Regions from separate parts of the Sus scrofa genome. Here all the other regions are linked to region 1. The links are chromatin contacts, called in public HiChIP or PLAC-seq maps. All regions are on one chromosome and are shown on one strand. Each heading gives the region's core, a stretch centred on a gene start, on an enhancer-like site or on the middle of the called end of the contact. The rest is flanking DNA. Distances are from core to core; before and after follow the strand shown.

Region 1 (3,261 bases), core at 309-2,808:
AGGGAGTCATAGGTGTCCTGTGGACTGTAAGGTTGATAGGCAAATAAGCCTCGTCAGCAGAGCATAGTGATTAAAGTGTGCAAGGTATACTATGGAAGCATCAACAAGGAGCATACAATTCCTAAGAGTTGGCAGTGTAGGCTTTCTAGAATCTGATACTGGATCTGAGACTTGACGGAAAGGAAAATTAGCCAGGTGAAGAAGTAGGAGAATCATTCCAGGAACAGAACAGTGTATATTAAGACACTGAGGTAAGAGAGCATGAGTTGTTTAGGAAATGTAAGCAGTTTCATATGGTTGAAGTGAGATAAGTGGAAATAGTCCCAGGTCAGAGCCTCTGGCGTCCTTGAGGGTTAGGAGTGAGGAAGAAGCTTCTCTTGGTTAGTATGTGAGAGGAACCTAAGTTGTAGCAAGGAAGAAAACAACACCTCAAGTCTTAAAGTCTCAGGACAGAAATATAAGTATGAATAGTGAAGACAGTGGCCTGGAGAATCAAAGAAACAACAGAGTAATGGATGAGGTGTGATGGACATCAGTGGATTGGTCTGTGAATGGAATGTATCTCTGATACCAGAGTGTGCTGAGAGGTAAGTGGCTTAGCACAGAGTTCACCTTACCCAGAGTGGATTCCAGCATGAATTCCTTTAAGACTTGTCAGGCTGCCTGTGCCAGGATGGAATTTTGTGGTGTGGAGTGAAATCTGCAATTACTGTGTCAGGGGATATGCTTTGTGGATGCATGGAGAGCATTGCTTCATGTAGGAAAGTAAGCAGCCTAGTTAACCTATAGAAGGTACGTGTTGGAGATCTTGTGTTCTATCTTAATCACTGATCTGAGGATAGTGAATGATGGAAAGGTGTGTTTCTATCTAGAACACCTTAAGTGGTTGTACTCAGACTCTGCTGGATACCATGTAGCTGGTGATGCCAGTCAGGCAGATTATTTCCCTCAAGGACTTGGATATAGGGGCATTATCATTAGGACACTACCTATAAGTAGATAGTGTTTCAGTTCTTTGATGTGGTCTGGGATGATGTATACAGTTTTGGTTTTCTCAAGATAATTAGAGAATGGATGCTGCCGCAGGAGCTCCCTTGACAATCTAAATAGGCTGTTTTGGTTGCATGCTCAGCTGTACAACATGTCCTGTTTATTTTAGCATATTTAATGATATTGTGCCGGATATGAACTGCCCAGAGCCTCAACCAATACAAATAGCCTGAAGAGATTCCAGTGGCTTGTGACATGAGCACAGGCAGTTGGGGTCAGGCCTGTTTAACTGTCTATCTTGTTAAAAGAGATTTCGTTTGTGCCTGGCTATATGGGTGCCAAAACAGGTCGCTCCTTAAACCCTTCCCTATTCTGCAGAGCTGAGATTATTGTGATATACCCACTCATTCTATAAGTGGCCTTAGGAAGGGAACACTGAAACTTTCCTGGTGGTTGTCAGTATCCCCAGCACTAGTACTTACAGAATGCTGCATCTGCTTAGCCTCATGAGCTGCCTGGCTTAGTGAAGCTTGCAGTTGTTCTGGGCTGCAGTGACCTAGATAATCCACTTGAATGCTGACCTCAGCCAAGACACGTCAGCTCCCAGACATAGTTGTTGACTTTGGCAGGCCACACAGGGCCACAGGACCCGGAGCTCTTCCTGTGATAGACTCTTCCTTATAATGGCATTAGAGATATCTGTTTCTACTTTGTGCAGACACTCTGGATGGCATAGGAAAGAGACAGCTAGGAAGAGAAAACTCTTAGCCTTAAAACTGCCTATGCCTTAAATGGATCCCAGTGAACTTGTGTTCTCCTGTTTCAGGATGAAGGCCGGAGGCTTATCTAAGTAAAGTTTCTTCCTCAACCCCTAGCGCTCCAAGGTAGACTCCAGTGTGGGGTTTAAACTGTAAACCTCACAAGTATCAGGAAATTCTGTAGCTCCTTGATGGGGCTGCCATCAATGGTATAATTCAAGATCTGGGAAAAAAGGAAAATTCCTAGAAAGTAGAACCCTGCGAATCTTGAAGACATACTTTTGCAGGTTGGCCAAGAGGTTTGGACATTCGAACTTTTATAAGACAACCTGATTAAGAACTTATTCAAGAGCAGTATTCCCCAGGATTACTCTGAACTGTTAGGAGTCTTTCATGAGTATTGTGGCTTGCTAGGCGAGACATGATCGTGTAGTTCTCCCAGACTTATAGGATACACTTTTTTTTTTTTTTTTCCTGGATCTATAAAAGCAGTCAGTGCTTCTTCCAACACTTATTTGTGAATCGCAGAGTGTCTCCTATAAATCCTTTGATGTCCCTCGTCAGGATGGTTTTGGACAACATTAAGTTGGACCTGGTAATTCTCCAACCTTCAGGTTATCTGTAGGTGGATCTCTATTTTTTTAAACAGCTTATGGTTTGCTTTTTTTGTGATTTATTTCTTTGTTAGTGAAACGAAGATGACTATAGATAGTTCTTTTATGAGACAAGGCAGTCAAAATTATGTGGGGGAAGTGGAACATAACATTATTTGGGAGAAACTTAAAAGATTGAAACGCTTTTACTGTTGAAATACCCACATAACCTTATTTGTTAATATTACCAACTACAAAAAAGGAATATATGGGTATACTATTGATATCAAAATACTTTTAACTTGAAAATGCAAATAATGTAAAATTCTTGTAACAACAGCTTAAGATTAAATTTGTGAAATAGGCCAAAACAATCTAGACAAAGCCTCCCATTTACCAAATTTACCTCACTTTTTAACATATACAGTTCCTGTAGCAAGCCAAGAATGAAACACTGTGGTTTATAATATGAAAAACATGTATTAAAAGTGAGTCATAAAATGGAAAAATGGCTACTTAGCCAGTAGTAGCCACATAAATTTTGGAGCAAATGTATTTTCTTCAGGGGTGGTTTTTTTTACAGGAATAGCAAGTATTTTTTAAAAGCATTAAAATGGTATAAAAGTAACCCTTAGGCAATATACAGATTCACCATTCAGAAGCATAACATATCAAATACATATCTATTTTGAAACTAATCAATTTAATTACTTTTAGGTGAAGGACAAAAATCTAAAAAAGATGTAGTAAAACAGAAAGAGTAATTTCTCCTGCTTGCATATACCAATTTTTTTTTTTTATTGTATATGGCTTACCGTTTATCAAATACTGACCTCCCACTTATGTTCATGTATTCAGCAACTCATGAATCTTTGACTTTGCTGGGAGATTTTGTTGGAGTGTATCTGCTTTCCTTTCGA
Region 2 (3,145 bases), core at 139-2,638, 67 kb before region 1:
AACACTAATATTACTATATCACCCACTGGGTAGCATGAAAAAACATTGCTCTCTGCTGGTGAAACTTAGTGACCCTGTCCCTTGGGGTTGGGACATTCAACTGTCAGCTGTCTACCAAGGGACAACCCCCACAGCCGATAAGTGTGGCACTTCACATTGCCACTGGGGCTTTTTACCTTCTGAGAGTGTTCTCTGACTAGGCTGGCCCCTGCCCAATGAAACGGAGGACCAAAGATGTGCCACGAAATGTTTAAAAACCATCCAGGTGACGCCTAAGGTCCATACTCATGAAAGGGGAAAGGGGGGGGGAGGAGAAAAGCTCCATCAGCATCTGAACAAAGCAGTTGCAGCCCCTTACCCAAACGGGACAGTCGTGGACCACTAGCTTGACATTCCCAAACGCGCTGGCCTGATACTCGGTGAACACAGGACGTGCAACCGTATTGGTCGCGTTCAGCAATAAGCTGCTTTCGTCCCCTGAGACCAGCGGGCTTCTCCCCAGGTAAGTGCGGATGAGCCCCGACGGCCGATTGTCCTGATGAAAGGCGTCCCCCTCGTTCCCCAGCGCCACGATGTGAATGGACCTGGAGGACAGAGACAGGAATGAGGGGGGGAGCAGAGGCGCGTGGTCAGCGCAAGGATCGCTTTCATCAGAACAGGAAGTGTGGGGGACAGCGCGAGGCGAGGATGGGCACGAGCCCCTCGCTCAGGGGCGCCCCGCACGCGCTGCGGGGGACACAATAGCAGGACCGCGATGCGTACGTACATGATCTCAAATTCAAGGGCAGGGCGGCGATTCAGAGAAAAGCGGGTCCTCACTGCCTCTCCGGGCCCGTCGGCGGCGTATTTTCCCGCAGTCAGCTCATCCCGGGCCGCGTTCCGGTAGCTCGCCTCCACCGCGGCGCGGCCGAGGCAGAGCGGGCCCGCGAGAGCCAGCCAGCCAGCCAGCGAGACTGGGGGCCGGGGGCGTGCGAGTGGGGCGGTGTGAGCGCTGCCAGCCAGTCAGGAAGTGCCCGGGAACATCCCGGGCGGCCGTGCCGCCGCCACTGCCGAGAGTCGCCGGACGCCGCAGCCACGCTCCGCCGCGCGCTCTCAGCCGGGCAGCTGTCGCCTCTTTCTGCTGCTGCTCCTCCTCCTCCTGGCCCGGAGCGGGTGAGGAGAAAAGCTGGGCCTCCGCCCCCTCGGCGGGCCGGGCGGGCCGGGCGGGCGGGAGCAGCACGTGCCGGCCTTGAGGGTCGGGCGGACGCGGGGGCCGTGCTCCCCGCTGAGGCCCGGGAGCCCAGGGCCGCCGCGGCCGGATACAAAGGAGCGGTCTGCGCGGGGCGCGGCAGAGTATAAATTAATAAATACAACGCCCCAGTCCGAGAGCTCCCGATCGCCAATCCGCCTGCAGCAAGTTTGTTCAACTCGAAAGGCTGTAACCAGAGCCAGGGAAAGGGGGGTGGGGCGGTGAGGCCCCTGCTCCCTTAACACTGGGAAAAAAGAGGTGAGGGAAGCGAGGGATTCAGCCCGCTGGCCGCTCAAGCAGCCCAATTTTTCCCCCTCTTGGCCTTGACCAGAAGTGTTTTACCACGTCTGCCGCTTTGTCTTTTGTCAACATGTACTACAGCTGCTTTCTAGAATCATACTGGTGAGAAAAAAATAAATAAAAGCCAACATTCACGCTAGTACAGAAAGGGTTCTTTGTTCACACACCAATTAATTCGCTAATATCGTTTCGGGTGGGGGGGTGAATTATTTACGACTCCAAGCTATATTTGGCATCTTTTACCAAAAATTGCAAGGGTTTTTGTTTATGCGTTTTCTGTTGAGGTTCCTTATTGTAATAGTTTTAGAAAGTAGTTATGTGTGGGTGTTTAACGTGTTTACAAGCTAAATGCTAGTGCACATGGAGATTTTTTCATACACATTATGGCTACGTGTTTAATAATAAATAGCTCCTCAGACCAACTGAAAAATAATAATCATGCTAGTGCAAGGATACGTCAGATTCTTTCATGATAACGCCCTGAACTAAAGGTTGTGAATGTCCCCAAAGGGCCTCAAACTACCTCAATGCAAATGAACCCTGGAATCCACTAATTCCAAGCAGGGCCAGAGTTTACTCTGGGGCTCTGCTTCTACATAAACATGAAAATTCTTGCAAGTGCTCCGTGTTGAAAGAGGTCTTGTTTATCCATTTATTTATTTAGCCCTACTTTAAAATGTTGCTGCGTCTTTTCTCAACAGGGCTATTTTGAGGGTATGAAACAGGAGGTCCTGAGTAGGGCAGTGAAAAGACTAGGATAAGAGGCCCTTGGAATGTGAACAGCGTTTTATTATGGGCCCTAGTTGCTCAGTTGAAAGGACTTTCATAGTTCTCATGCTTAGATAGGGTATAATAGGAGGTGTTCTTTATGTAGTCACTGGTTTTTTAAAAATCTCATTTCCGTTTCACTCAGTGTAATTTCTCTTTTAGTCTTTAGAACCTAAATCACCTGAAATATCGAAGAGTATCACATCACTTTCTCTTGGGTCATCAATCCCCTCCTATAACCACAAGTTAAAAACAAAGACACTGGAATGGGTGAATGGATAAAGAAAGTGTGGTATATACCTACAATGAAATATTATTCAGCCTTTAAAAAGAGGAAAATCCTGTCCTATGATATAACATGAAGGAATCTTAAGAGCAATAAGGTAGTCATAAAAAGACAAAGAGTGCATCCCTCCACTTACATGAGGTGTCTGAGGGAGTTAAGTCTTAGAAAATGGAATGGTGGTTTTGAGGGGAGAAGAAAAGAGAGAGTTCAATGAGTACAGAGTTTGCGTTTTTTAAGATGAAAAATTTCACAGATCTGTTGCAAACAAGGTGCATATAGTTGAAACTACTGTAATGTATAATTTAAAATGAAGATGGTAAATTTTATGTTTTGTTTGTTTGTTTTAGAGCCACACTTGTGGCATATTGAGGTTCCCAGGCTGGGGATCTAATCAGAGCTGTAGCTGATGGCTGCCACAGCCACAGCAACGCCAGATCTGACCCTCGTCTCCAACTTACATCACAGCTCACAGCAATGCTAGATCCTTAACCCACTGAGCGAGGCTGGGGATAGACCTTGTGTCCTCATGGATGCTAGTCAGATTCGTTTCCACTGAGCCATGA
Region 3 (3,142 bases), core at 237-2,736, 98 kb before region 1:
CCTGAATCTTTCAACTTCTTTCTGATATCGTCTTCTAATTCTTCCCACTGGAAGGCACCTGTAAACAAATTAATATCTATTGGATTTTTCTGTTAAACCAGAATGTAAGAAAGACAAATCTTTTACTAGGTGTCAATGTTCCCTTTTTTTTTTTAGGATTTTTTTTGATTTTTATTTACCAAATGTATATCCTTGTAATTACACTAAAATTAAACTCACATTAAAAAAAGTTTACCTTCACGTAAATTATTTCTCAAAACCTGGTATTTTCTTCCTGAACAGCTGCCACCTCTTTGTAAGAGGTGATCAGCTAGTGATAACAGCAGTGGCTAGAACATGAGTTATCACTACAAGTGGTCCAACATCCAGATTACTTACTTGCCCTGAATAAGAGGCAGATGTGGTCCTTTCTAAGGCTGGATTAAATATTAGCTACCATGGAGAGTAGTGGCTATCGGGCAGAGGAACAGAAAGCATTCAGAAGGTCTTGTGCATTGTCAGGGTCACTTTAGGATGTTCCATAGCCAACTCTACAGAAGGGAGAACTCTTCCCTAGAGAAGGGAGCTAGATAATTTTCTGATGAGCTAGATAATTTTCTGATGAGCTACACAACCGGTAGGAAAAAAATCATCCTACCGGTTCCCCCTTCCCTTGTTTTCATCCCAACCCACTTTTGTCTTTTTTTTTTTTTTTTTGTCTTTTTAGGGCCACACCCACTGTATATGGAGGTTCCCAGGCTAGGGGTCTAATCGGAGCTGCCAGCCTACGCCACAGCCACAGCAACACAGGATCCAAGCCACGTCTGCGACCTACACCACAGCTCACGGTAACACCAGATCCTTAACCCACTGAGCAAGGCCAGGGATCAAGCCCACAACCTCATGGTTCCTAGTGGGATTCATTAACCACTGAGCCACAACGGGAACTCCCCAACCCACTTTTGAGCTATCTTTTCCTAGGCTCACTTCACTGTGTCAGCCTCTTTTCCTCTGTGTCTTACAAAACTCCTATTCCAGGATCAGCAAAAGTTCCCTCTTTCTCCAAACACACCTCTCCCTTGCCCTTCAGCAGTCTCCTATCCAGCCCCCCTGCTCCCTAGGCCTTTTCTCCATCAAGTGCATGTCATTATGAGCACTGATTAGTTTCCCAAAGTGTATTTCGAGAGAGACCACCCTGATCCATCCTATGGCTTATAGAAAGATCTAACTCCTAAAAATATAAGATATAAGGTGTAGAGGGGGCAGGCACAGTTGGGAGATCCAGGTTTTAGTTCTCTCTCTGCCATTAATGACTGGTGTGAATTTAGGCAAGCCACGTGACTTCTCTGGGTAACTGGAGATCCTTTTCCATCTGCTCCCAATCTATCTCTTCTGATCTTTCCCTTCCTGTATCCAGAACTCTGCCAGATGGCTTCATGGGCACTGGGGAGTGGAGAGGGCACATAACAAACATTTACTGATCCAGTGAGATGAGGCAATTGCAGCCAGGCTGTACAAGGAGATCCAAAGCTCCTCTGGAGTCAGACTGACAGTCCAGTTGTTCTCAGGCCTCATTACAGCTGAGCCCTGCAGCTCTTGGCACTCTTGCATATCTTTAAACTTCTCCTTACCTGCCCTTCAAGAATACTAAAGTGTATCCTTGGGGAGGGAGGGGGGAAGAGAGCCTTGATTTAAGGTATGTGCTCTTCTGTGGGGTAAACTCAACTGATAACGACAATGCAGAACACGGGCTTGGGAAGAGATAAATACCATCAGTTCTCACAAGCTGGTGCCAGCAGCCTCCAGCACATCACCGTGTCGTTCCACCTTTGATCACTCTCTTTTGCTTTTCTGTTTGTTTTTTATAATGATTTTTATTTTTTCCATTATAGCTGGTTTAAAGTGTTCTGTCAATTTTCTACTGCACAGCAAGGTGACCCAGTCACACATACATGTATACATTCTTTTTTCTCACATTATCATGCTCCATCACAAGTGACCAGACATAGTTTCCAGTGTGATTATTCTCTTTTGGACTTCACTGTTAGCTCTCCTTCCTCCCTGGATTCTCCAAGGTCGGCAGTCTAGAACAAGTCTATGCTTCTTGTTTCCTCTTCTTTAATTAATGATTTTTAACTAAAGTCATGTACTCTTGGAGTTCCTTTTACAGCTCAGTGGTTAACAAACCCAACTAGGATCCCTGAGGATGAGGTTCAATCCCTGCTCAGTGGGTTAAGGATCCGGCATTGACGTGAGCTGTAGTGCAGGTCTCAGATGAGGCTAGGATCTGGTGTAGCTGTGGCTGTAGTGTAGGCCGGTGGCAGCAGCTCCAATTTGATCCCTAGCCTAGGAACCTCTATGTGCTGTGGGTATGGCCCTAAAAAGCAAAAAAAAATAAAAAAAATAAAAAAATAAAAAGTCATGTTCTCTTTTCACAATCTGATAAATTCTTTAGATCACTACACCAGAAAATTTCCCATGCACACCTAGATATTAAAATGTATAAAAATGTCCAGACTGGGGAGTTTCCTAGTGGCTCAGTGGGTTAAGGATCCAGCATTGTCACTGCTGTGGTTCTCATTACAGCTGTGGCATGAGTTCGATTCCTGGCCCAGGCCCAGGAATTCATGAATGCTGCAGCCAAAACAAACAAAAAAAGTTAATAGAATTGGTCATTAAAAAAAAAAACTTGTCAGGAGTAGAAGAAATCCTTAGAAGCCAAGGGAGCCCAGATCAAGAAATTTCACTCTATGCCAGCAATTCTCACTTCTAGCTGTGCATGAGATTTCTCTGGAGATCTTTTTAAAAAATGCCCTTGGAGAAGGTCTCATCCTCAGCCCAAATGAATTAGATTTCTGGGGCTGGGGCCCAGATAGCAATTTTAAAAGCCTCCCAGGTGATTCTAATGTGAACTGAGTGTTGACGACCACTGCTCTTCCTTTAAGCATTTCCTCTACTATCAAAACCCAGGGTCAGTGGCATGCAGCAAACAGTAGATGCAGGTATTTTTGACTGTCTACACTCATATATGTTAAAGAAGAGTACAGATATTATTTTTGTTTTGTTTTGTTTTTTCTTTTTAGGGCCGCTCCCACAGACTATGGAGGTTCCCAGGCTAGAGGTCGAATCCGAGCCATAGCCACCGGCCTATGCCACAGTCACA

What was found. HiChIP or PLAC-seq counts read pairs in DNA pulled down with a chosen protein or histone mark.
Region 2: a contact with region 1 is called in an H3K27ac HiChIP or PLAC-seq map of skeletal muscle. The contact joins the promoter of RHOBTB3 here to the enhancer-like site in region 1. A contact is called at or near these places in 17 of 47 Hi-C or Micro-C datasets (adipocytes, alveolar macrophages, embryonic fibroblasts and 9 more) and 1 of 2 datasets of contacts at active chromatin or transcription factors (skeletal muscle).
Region 3: an H3K27ac HiChIP or PLAC-seq map of skeletal muscle shows a contact between it and region 1. The contact joins two enhancer-like sites. A contact is called at or near these places in 1 of 5 promoter capture datasets (liver), 6 of 47 Hi-C or Micro-C datasets (adipose tissue, embryonic fibroblasts, liver and 2 more) and 1 of 2 datasets of contacts at active chromatin or transcription factors (skeletal muscle).

The regions. Positions count from the first base shown.
Region 1 is chr2:102,265,993-102,269,253 of Sscrofa11.1, reverse strand. The region is part of intron 3 of SPATA9 (spermatogenesis associated 9); the gene reads left to right. Among named protein-coding and RNA genes, the nearest start is that of SPATA9, 20 kb to the left of the region's middle. Within about 2 kb of position 1,558, at least 31 of the 83 cell types and tissues checked have an H3K27ac peak or open chromatin away from gene starts, as enhancers often do. A contact at or near this core is called in embryonic fibroblasts, fetal skeletal muscle, liver and 2 more, where this site is marked.
Region 2 is chr2:102,332,990-102,336,134 of Sscrofa11.1, reverse strand. RHOBTB3 (rho-related BTB domain-containing protein 3) reads right to left here and starts at 1,388. Exons shown (of 12, transcript XM_003354222.5): 1 at 767-1,388; 2 at 359-584. The coding sequence starts at 768.
Region 3 is chr2:102,364,440-102,367,581 of Sscrofa11.1, reverse strand. It overlaps RHOBTB3 (rho-related BTB domain-containing protein 3), which reads right to left. Exons shown (of 12, transcript XM_003354222.5): 7 at 1-58. Among named protein-coding and RNA genes, the nearest start is that of RHOBTB3, 31 kb to the right of the region's middle. Within about 2 kb of position 1,486, at least 5 of the 83 cell types and tissues checked have an H3K27ac peak or open chromatin away from gene starts, as enhancers often do. A contact at or near this core is called in skeletal muscle, where this site is marked.